Regions from separate parts of the Rattus norvegicus genome. Here region 1 is linked to region 2. A link is a contact called in public HiChIP or PLAC-seq data. All regions are on one chromosome and are shown on one strand. The core of a region is the stretch at or near the end of the contact, and the rest is flanking DNA. Distances in the headings are between cores, read along the strand shown. Region 1 overlaps Hivep3 (HIVEP zinc finger 3). Region 2 has its middle 59 kb from the start of RGD1563049.

Region 1 (5,461 bases), core at 1,680-4,179, 140 kb before region 2:
GCAGTGTCCTGCCTAATTTTATGTCAATTTGACATAAGTTGAAGTCATCTGAGGGGAGAAAACCTTAATTAATAAAATGCCTCCATAAGGTCTGGCTATACATGAACCTGCAGGGCATTTCCTTAATTAATGATTGATCAAAGAGAGCCCAGCCATTGTGGGTGGAGTCATCCCTGGGCTGGTGGTCTGGATTCTATAAGAAAGCAGGCTGAGCAAGCCATGATAAGCAAGCCAGGAAGCAGCACCCCTCCATGGCCTCTGCATCAGCTCCTGCCTTCAGGTTTCTGCCCCGTTTGAATTCCTGTCCTGGTTTTCTTCAGTGATGAACAGAGATATGGAAGCATAAGCCAAACAAACCGTTTCTTCCACAATGTATCTTTGGTCATGGCATTGATTGAAGCAACTTAGCCCTAAGATACATGGGTTGGAGCTGCTGATATGACACACACTCCTCTGTGTCCAGCAGCAGGCACACAGGCCTGACCAGTGTCATAATGAGACAGAGATGTGCTCACGACATAGGCTGCAGGATAAGGGTAGTTAGGAGCTGATGGACTATAGTGGGAATAGCCTTAGGGGTCTGAGACCATAGAGAAAAGAACCTAAAGATCTGGTTTTCTGTTGAGGAAACAGCATATCAAAGGCCAGCAGCCTGGAGCCTGCCAATCTGGGTCTAGAGGGAGAATCTTATTTCTCAGAGGAACTAAACACTGATTGGCTGGTTCGTATGTGGGGAGTACATGATATACACTGACTACCCCATATTTTTAATGCCCTCGCCAGCCCAGGTATCCTTTCATCAGGGAAGAGCTTCTAACAGAAAACCCCAATAGGCTAAGCAGATCCAAAAAGGCTTTGGCTCTGTGCTGTCTGTCATGCCCTGATCAATTAGCTAGCTCCATACTATCGATCTGCAGCTGTAACTCACTTACAGAGGCTCGGTCAGCTCAGGAGAGCTGGATGATTTAAGATCTAGATCCGAGGGGGAAGAAAAGGGCAGGTGAGCAAGCAGAAAGCCCTTCTTGGTAATTCTACTGTACAGCTCTCTGGCAGTCAGAGAAGGGCTGCCTAGGTATCTCCACAGTTCAGTGTCCCAACCACAGAGGGACTGGAGCGCTCCTGGAATATGAAGAAGGTAATTTCTTCCTGGTTGTTTTAAGTTGGAAGCCATTCATTAAGCCACCACCCCCTCTACTTCCCAGGATTTCATGCCAGCTCTGGGCTAGGCATTTGGCTTTCCCGGGGTGTAAGAAGGTCCTGCAAGCTGTCCTTAAGGCATTAGCTCATGTTTGGGACACTGTGCCAGCTGGAGATCTCCGTTCTGAGTCCCATCAGAAATACATTCTATTGTATTCTGTTACTTACCTAGCATTAAAACTGGCTTGAGTCTGTCTCGTTTAAAACATGGCCTCCTTCTAAGCACCCAGGATCCCAGGAATACCAACAGCGTCACTTTAACTGAATTAAGTAAATTGCTGTTAACATAAAGAATTTTGACCCAGTTCCAAAGTCTCTCTTCTTCTACTACTGTTCTATGTCCAGGCCCTAGTCCCTGAGGCCTCCCTGGGGCATGTGACACCTTATGAATGGCAAGCCCAGTTTCTCCCTCCAGGCAGGTGGCCTCACTCTTGTCACTTGGCTGTTGCTATGTGGCTTCCCCTCCATACCACAGGAGTTCAGCTGCCTCTGTGCAGCATCTGGGTTAAAGCCTGTACTTGTCCGTTAGTGCCAGGACCCAGGGTGGGAAGGGGCCTGCCAACAATACCAGGCTACAACAAGCACGTGCTAGGCCCCAGCTTTAACTTCTTTGCTGTAAGATGGGGTAGAAGAGGACAAGGATAGATTACTACTGAAGGAACCCAACAGGGAAGAACCCTGGGCTAAAAGGCACCGGCTTCACCTAACTCCAGGGAAAGCTCCATGGAGGCTGGGGGAGCCAGCAGCAGGGTCCTACACTGCTTTCTAAGTAGCCACACAGTCCACTTGCTAATGCCGAATGGCAGGCGATGGTTTGAATGCAGTGCCTTTGATCTTGACTTTGCTCTTGAGTTTTAATGACTGTTTGTTTGTTTGCCTCTAGAATTTTGCAACAAGCATCGTTTGCACATACATCTTTACGAGCTGGCGCTACTGTTCAAGCCAGATTCTCAGACGACATAGGATCCTGGGCCGAAGAGGATGTGTGTCTTGCGTACAACAGTGATGGGGCCTAATGTTCAAGGCATCTTCTTATTGATGAGCCGTGTGATTTTTGACTGGTTTTGACTCTGTCCAAAGGGCCACACAGGAGATCTCTGACCTCTACTCTGGTGGGTCGAGGACAGAGATACGGCTCCTATTTTCTCTGATGACATAGTGAATGTTCCCCTGGCTGGTTCAGGGGCCTTTGGGAGGGTAGGCAGCAGTGAGCTGGCTGTAATGTATCCTCTCTTCTCATTGAAGCTCCCCCAAGGCCCCCACAGAGACAAAGAGAGACAGAGAGAGGAGAGAGATAAGGAGGCAGTACAGAAGACAGCAGCAACCAGCCATATCACGTTTGCCCCTTAAGATCAGCACACGTTCATCTATTGAGACCACTGGGAGGATAGTGAAGCTGGCCAGGCCTTCTAGCTTCTTCTAGTCCTAGGTCCTGCTTCACAATAGAACCCTGGCAGGCAACAATGGAGCCAGATACCCATGCTGGGTGTGTGGCAAACCCTTCCCCCACCAGGTCGCTGGTGGGTGTGGAGGTGAAATGGGGAGTGAGGGGGTTTCTCTAGCTCCCTCTGTTTGCTGGCTCCCAGGAACTGTCTTACTAGAAAGGCATAGTGTAAATATTTTGCTAAGCAGCCAAGAGAGGAAACTTACCAGGCTGAGCTGCCCAGTGCTGGGCACTGGCCACGGGCACAATACTCAATGAGGCCATTATCTGTGAAGGGAGGTCTGTGTGTTCCACTGCGGGACAGTGCCAGAGCCCAGAGCCACCAGGCTTACCACTCTGGCTGCCACACAGAAGAGTCTCCTTGCACTCAGCAGACCCTGTGGTTATGCAGTGCCAGGCCAGGAGGTTAACTCTCTGGCGGACCAGAAGCCAGGCTTACTCCTGCTTGAGCATGGCTATCTGAAAATGTTAAAAATTGAGGAACGTGGTGCTCACATAACATGCTCATGCCCCAGACCAGCTGGGCTGCTTTAAAGGGTGTGGTACTGGGGAACTGGGGGGGGGTGAGGGGGAGCATCTCTCTATTAATAGTTCCTGGCCCTCCTGCCTGAGCAGCCCAGTGCTCTGAGCTGTCCCTGGTCTCATTGCCCTCTGCCTGGCTGCTCTTTTCTCCACCTCCTTGTCAGCTGGATTTGGTCGAAGTCACAGGGTCCACCCACTTCCTCAAAGCCTTCGCTGATCTCTCCAGACCCCACAGCCCGAGACTGAAAGAGTCTTGGAGCTATCTATCTAGAGACCCATTTAATAGTACTCAGATAAGTAAGCTGAGGTTTGGTGACATGGACTAGCTTGAGAAGCATCAGTGTATGTGAATGTTGGTGGGCTTTCCTGGTTTTAAACAAACAAGCCTCTCTTCTGTGCCTGGTGTCCCATCTCAGTGAATCATGCTGGCTGGATCCCACACTATGTCAGAGACCCACCCCAGCATGGCCTTTGCAGTCACTGTCCTGGTCTGTGTCATTGTCAGGTACTGACCTCCTGCTGTCACTCTACCCCATCCCCAATGCAGGTGTCCCCATGCCACAGCCAGGTGGGCTGTAGCACATTCGAGCTCCCTCTGCTGAGCTCAGACCTCCCAGGCTGCTCTGTGTGACCTGCTCTCCACCACCTCCCCTCCAGTCACACTGTGGCCTCCTGTTCCTGCCTGACAGGACCCCACCTCTGCCCAGTGCTCTGCCCAGCTGTCCACAGAGCTGGCACCCACACTTCCCTTGGTTCCATATTTAGACGCTACCCACCCAGGCTGCTTGCTACCTGCTCAGGCCACCGCCTGGCCCAGCTTATCATAACTTGCTAACCCCATGCCACCTTTTCATTCCATAGCTGATCCTGGCAGGCTCTATTTTGCTTAAGGAAAGAATACCTTCATATTTATTTTGTATACCTTTATATCTGAAAGAACTCACAAATATTATAAATGTGTGTAAGTGTTTGCCTTTTCTTGTGTGTCTGTGTACACATGCACATGTGAGCACGTGTATATGAGTATGTGTGAGCATGTATGTATACACATGTATGTGTGAGCATATGTATATGAGTATGTCTGTGTATGAGCATGTGTGTGCATACATACATGTGAGCATGTGTATATGACTGCGTCTGTGTGAGAGATAGAGAGATAGAGATAGATAGAGGGGGGGGAGTGTGTATATGTGTGTGTCAGGAATTGGTGTGTGCTGGGGAACTGAACTCAGGTCCTTGGCTCCATACCCTATGTTCTCTACTGGAATATGGAGAGATGGGCATTCTGCTTTGTCACTAGGACCTTGTGTCTAACAGCTGCATTTCAGGAAAGTCTGCCTATCTGACCATGGCAGTGTGTCACTGTGAGTATTGTTGGGAGGGAAGGAGTTTGGTTTTTAGTCTATGTGTACGATCAAGGGAAGACAGTGGTGTTCTGAGAGGCTAGGGCCGGGTGTGGTTCTCAGGTCCTTGGGTTCATTTTCCAGACCCAGGCCCAGCTGTTCCCAGACAGCAAGATTACAAAGGCCCCAGCGCGGCTGCTCAGACCAAGCTGCTGTAACGCCCCACCTGGCTGGCACACCCCTTCGTGGACTTAGCAGTGCAGGAATCTTCTCCCAACTATGTGTAACTAGCTCTCCAGCGATGGCCCAGCAGGTGAAACCCTTTGGATAAGCTTTGCTCCGTCTCACTGATGGCTGGGGAGGGGAAAGGACGGTGTTGAGGCTGGCCCAGTAGAGGACGGGGATTCAGACCACCAGGAAGGATAATTCCAGCACACTGTCCAACAGCACCGGAACAAGTAAGATGGCAAAACTTGTCCTGACAGGAGACATGGGCGGTTCCTGTTCCCAGGGAGAGCACACTGCACCCATGCTGGCTGGGAGCACACTGTCACGAGCAAACAGAAACTCCTCCCTGCCCCACATGATTGACATTTTTATTTACTTATGTGGCACGGTTTCCTTCAGTGTGGCTGGCTTCCTTTTAAAGTGGTGTCCAATGTAAGTTCCCAGGATGACCTGTGGTGCCACCCACCTTCCCTGTGCACCCCACCCTGTCCTGTGCTCACCTCTCTGAGCCCTGGTCTGACTCTTCTTACCTGACTATTGCTTCACAGGAAGCTTGTTCCTCTGCCAGGCTTCATTCCTCAACTTCCCACTTCTACCCTGCTTGACCCCCAGGCTCATTTCTTGCCTGTTTTCCTTAGTGATTCCTGCAGCTGCACACATCACCTGCCCTCCGGTCAACCTGCTTATCCACCTGCCTGCCCATCTGCCAGGTACCCTGAACCCTCTA
Region 2 (5,312 bases), core at 823-3,322:
CCTTGAAGCAGAATCACTGATTTCAGACTCCAGGTGAAACTCACAAAGTTCCCAGAGGTCCTGAGTGGTTTGAATGCATGAGCTTACCTCATGGAAATCTCCACAGTCTCTTCGATCTACCATGGAGCAAGCTAAGACGCACTGCTGCCGACATCCAGCCACCGGCCAAGGCAGCTTCTTACCCCAAAGATGCACAGATACCCAGCCCATGCCCTCAGCAGCGGGCGGCTCCTAGAACCAGACATCATGTGGACACAGCTCTGGGCCCTAGAAGACTCAGTGCAAAGGAGAGATCCACAAAGGTTTGGGCCTCTTGTGGTTGGAAGAGCAAATAAGGTCCTGAGCCTTTCTGGTGTTCAAACAAAGCCCAGAGTCACATGTGGACAGAAAAAAGGAAAGGCTGTAAGTAGGTCCTGTCTGTGCTACACACACACACACACACACACACACACACACACACACACACACACCCGAGTAAAGTCCCAGTTTGGCTGAGGCATGAAGACTTTCTTGTCATGGATGGTTAGAGTGCAGGCTTTAAATACGGGTCATATGTTCATGAAGAAAAGGAGAGGCTGGGAATTCAGGGGTGTGGATACTTTCTCAGCTCTTCCCTGTGGTAGGTTCCATAGGGCCTTGTCTGCTCTTGAGCCATATTTAGCGACAGTATGTGATGGGGGTATATATAATGCTCTGGAGAACAAGGTCACATTGGCCTCTGAGTGACAATCCTTCCAATGCTGACCCTGAAGGACGCTAGCAATGAATTTGGGTCTGCACGGCTGTCTGTATCTGAAAGGCTTCATAAGCAGCTGGGGATTGGGCTGCAGGTGCCAACAGCCTGCACTGGCGGGGACTGTGTCCTCATTTCTCCACTGTACCCAAATTCTGTATTTTGGTGTCAGCCTTCAGGGTTGCTGCCTGCCTTGTGTAGAGAAGGTGTTTTCTTTCCATTTCCGACTAGTTCCTTTTCGAAGCCTCCTATGAAGGGAGCTGTGACAACAGGCCTAACTCTGCCACCTTCCTGGAAATTCCTCCAAGCAATTTGCTGTCCCTCACTGTGTGCCTCTCACAGGGCTCTACTGTGTGCTTGCCCGGTGGCATAGGGGAACTGTGTTTTCTCTGAGCTCCCACAGTCTCTCTGTGATAGAGAAGGGGAACATTAGTAACCTGTTCAGAGCCACAGAGACCTGAAACAGGTAATGTTCCCTAATCCTGCCCCATGTGGGCAGGAGGGCTTCAGGAGCAAAGAGGCCCTGGCTATAGCTGGCTGGGCAGCCCTGGGTTCTGGGTGCCTGCCAATCAGAGGCCAATCTGGGGCTCTCCCGGTGGCTCTCCTTGGCCTGCGAGCAGGAAGCTCCGAATCCTGGGCTCCAGCCCAGAATGAGAGGAAAGGGGGCTTCTCTATGCCTCTGATTGTCCTCAGGACTACCCAGGAACAATGGGGACTCACACTGCCTCCTGCCACCAGTCTCCACCCAGCTGTTCTGACCATGCAGCCCCATCTCCCCAGCCTGTCTGTGGGAACACTGGGCATTTGTCAGCTCCAGAGTCACGCTGTGTGCCCAATGCTCTCTGGGCCTCTGGCTCCAGGCTGTGTCGGGTAGGCCAATCGAGCCACAGGCTCTCTTTCAAGTCCTCAAAGCCGTCACCCAGTGAAGCCAGAGGCTGGTCCTGGTATGAAACTTCTGTATTGCCTGCCACCCTCAGGGAAGGGAGCCCAGCCCTCTCCAATCTGACTCAGTCATTTAAAACAAGAGAGAACAGTGTGCACAAACACTATCTCTATGCTGTGGAGGAAATGGCTCCAGGCTGAAGGGCAAAAGCAAGCCAATCTAGCAGACCTCAGCACACTTCAGTGTTATCGTCTATCAGATGAAAAAGCATTTAATTCTAAGAGCCATGCTTGCTAGGGTCTCACCACACTCTGCGGCAGCACTTCCTAACTCCTGGCCCAGCTCTGTCTGAAGAAGATACAAGACCATGCACATAGGGATGGGGTGTAATAAAAGCTTAGGGAGGCCTAAACCACACCATCGGGTGTACAGGTGATCACTGAGGCTGAATGCAGGATGTGGAGAATCCGCCCACATTGTGCATTTAATAAACCCACTGAGACTCTATGAGGGGCATAGAGGTTCACAGCCCATCACACGTTCAACAGACCCACTCTCTCAGCCAGGGGCTTGGGGTGGCTCCTATATGCTGATCACCATGCACCACCAGCCAGATGCTGGTTCTCTGGAGCATTCTGTCTGACCCAGCCAGAGCTCTATGATGGCAGACAAATTAGCAGTTGCTGCTACGGCTTAAATATGGAGCTCGAGTTCCCTCAGCCCCTGCAAAGCCTCCCCGTGTTGAAGGCTTGGTCCCCAGCTGGTGCTGCTGTTGGGAGGTGAGGAAGCCATGACGATGCTTATGCCATCAGTGGATTGACCCACTGTTGAGTGGGTTTATGAGCGAGCTGTGAAGAGGTGGGGTCTAGCTGGAGGAAGCGGGTCGCTGAGAACAGCGTACATTTGAATGGCCTATTATTCTCTGCCCCTTCACCTCTCGCTTTGCCTCCCATCTGCTGTGAAGTCAGCATCCTTCTTTGCTCATCCCCTTCCTCCATCTTGCCTCTGCCTTTCCATGGATCTAGAAATTACAGAGCCACTCACCGTGGACTGATGTCTTGAGTCCTAATAAGCTATCTTTTTTTTTAGGCATTTTGACGGAGCAATGGAAAAGCAATATAGTTGCTCTCATATCACTGGCAGCCATGTTGGCCATCCTCCCTTCCTGCCATGTTCAGTAATGAGTGCCAACGGGTGACTTCTGGTGCTCTAAAGTCAAGTAGGTGGAATGTCCTATGCCCCCCCCCCAGAGACCATGGCATCTCCCAAGCATCCCCAATCAGATCTGCTTAGAAGAGGATATGCTTTTCTCTCTGTGGTGCAGGCCACCCATATGCTTTGAGTGTTCTCCCGTGCCCACCAGTCAGCCCTGTGAGCCTGCCCAGCCTGGCACCTTCAACTCCCTGGAAAGATTGTGAACCCGCGACAGTGTAGCTGGGACCCTTAGTTCACCAGCTCCTCCTTGTTCCTGTCAGTCCCCCTGAAAGCAGGTCAGCCACAGCTGGGACCACTGACTTCTAAGAGACATTTACTGAGCAGGACCAGGGGCTAGGAACAATTTCAAACACAACGGGCCAAATTCCTGCCCTAATGAAGCTTATGTTCTAGGGAAATATATATGTTAAGAGGGTAAAAAAAAATTGCTACAGGCAATGAGATGCAACCCATGGTGGTCAGTTTCTTGGGAGCCAAAGCGAGAGGGAACATGCCAGGCAAGGGAACAGGCCAGGGAACAGCATGTGCGTACAGACCAAGACAGGCTTGTGCTTGCCATGTTTGAGGAACACACCCTGTACTTGCCCTGCCTACACCAGCTGAGCTCATCGCCATCTCTACCCTCTGCTTCTTCCTCACCATGTCAGCCTCTGACCAGATGGTCTGACCCGTGCAGATCTTTCTGTTCAGCTCCCTTTGCTTGGCTGCCGTCAAGAGTTCTGTTCCACAGCTGGTGGCCCAGGCCTGTCTTCCCATGTCCCGTGCTTTCCTGAGGTAATGGTAGCAGCTGCCTGCTGGTTGGAGTGAGGGCTTCAAAGTCTCACCACTCAGAGAAGCCTGGTCAAACTGCTATCCATGCCTCAGTTTCTTCACCTGGAGATGGGGGACACAGCAATGTGCCAGGGGGGCTGCTGCCATCTAATGAGTCCCATCTGCCAAGTGTAGGGGAGTACTTCAGCAATGATCAGAGAAAAATACTTTGATAGAAGCCCCTGTACCCTCACTGGGCAAAGATAGCAAGAGGCAAACGCTTGCTGTCTAGGGAGAAAGTAAAATGTACCTCTGAGCTCATCTGAATGCTCTTGGGAAAGTTGACTCAATCTCCTTTGTCACCGAGATTATAGTCCATCCCTCACCAACCTTGGCAAATATTAAAAGAAATGGCGTCAGAGACCCAGAGTCGCTCTGGACAACAGCTCCCCATGTGGGCAGAAGCACCTCACCCTGAAGACGTAGAGAAGGTTTTAGATCACTGATCAAGTTCCTGAGAACCAGACAGAGACAGACGGGTTCCGAAGCAGAGGTTCGTGATCTCAAGGGGACCACTGAGCAGACGACTAGCTGGAGCTTCACAGAGCCCTGGAGGTGGGGAAAGGCAGCAGCTGGGGCCTTGGCATGGTCTACAGGTAGATTCTGAGACAGATCCATTTGTGAGGGAGTGCAAAAGGCCAGGTAGGTGCTGAGAACCAGTATCAGGGGTCTGGGAGTTCCTAAACATGCCAGGAGTAAAGTTGGAGACCCATGACAGAATATGAACACATCAGAGCTAAGCCAGGGGAAGACTGAGCCAGGAGTAGCTGGCAGGGCTCAGGCTGAATTGGGAATGCCATCTTCCTCTGGGGACATCTATGTTTGCCTTGATGTGACTTTGCCAGGAACTACCTTCTAGCCTCCAAATTAGGATTGAAACCAGTCTCTCAAACCCCTGAAGCAGGATCCTGTAGAAGCTCTGGGAGGGTCTCCAAGCCCACACAGTAGAAGAGAGGAATGAGAGAGAAGTGAGGAGGGCCAGGAGGTGCACCTGCCCCAGACGGAGGCCTGACTCTCCCTGGGGCCCCATGGGTAATCAGGTCAGCCCATGGACATGCAGTTAGGACTTGTGTTGAGTAGGGTTGAGCACTGAGAGGCCAGACAAGGATGGCAGAGGGAACTGACTTCTGAGACAAGTCTGTGGTTCTCTTCCTGGAGGCCACCAGGATAAACATGGGAAAAGGAAGGGTCCTGGCTGTCTACAGCCACACACGTGGGAATTGAGATCAGGGACAGCAAAGCCAGACAGTTTCAATGACCAGTCTTGCTCTCCTGTGCCCCGTGCCTTTGCCTCTCCCATGAGGACTGTCTGTAAGGCCTCTGAAAGAGAAAGGCTATGAATTAGGTGGGGCATGTCATTCCATACCAGAGACTCAAGGAGAAAGAGGGAGTGACCTGGGCACTGGGTTTATCATGCTCTTTGTTGAGGGTCTCTTCCCAGTCCTGTCAAGTCAGAGCTTGGATTGGACTATGCTGTGCTAGACTCTGGCAGGGAAATGCTGGCAGATGATCCCACCTGTGCAAGGCACCTGGGAAGCCGCGTTCACAGACATGCGCACACGGAACAGCAGCTATGAGGGGTGGAGGGCAGGAGGATTGGGTTAGAGTTTCAGAGTCTGGAAAGATAAAAAGTTCTGAAGATGGTGGTGATGGTTGCATGACGGAGAGAGA

What was found. HiChIP or PLAC-seq counts read pairs in DNA pulled down with a chosen protein or histone mark.
Region 1: an H3K27ac HiChIP or PLAC-seq map of oligodendrocytes shows a contact between it and region 2, with 8 times the contacts expected there. The contact joins two enhancer-like sites. A contact is called at or near these places in 2 of 12 Hi-C or Micro-C datasets (the A7r5 cell line and the Rat2 cell line) and 1 of 1 datasets of contacts at active chromatin or transcription factors (oligodendrocytes).

The regions. Positions count from the first base shown.
Region 1 is chr5:138,949,604-138,955,064 of GRCr8, reverse strand. The region is part of intron 1 of Hivep3 (HIVEP zinc finger 3); the gene reads right to left. Among named protein-coding and RNA genes, the nearest start is that of Hivep3, 9.0 kb to the right of the region's middle. Within about 2 kb of position 2,929, at least 51 of the 93 cell types and tissues checked have an H3K27ac peak or open chromatin away from gene starts, as enhancers often do.
Region 2 is chr5:138,809,746-138,815,057 of GRCr8, reverse strand. It overlaps a transcript of Hivep3 not described here. Among named protein-coding and RNA genes, the nearest start is that of RGD1563049, 59 kb to the right of the region's middle. Within about 2 kb of position 2,072, at least 57 of the 93 cell types and tissues checked have an H3K27ac peak or open chromatin away from gene starts, as enhancers often do.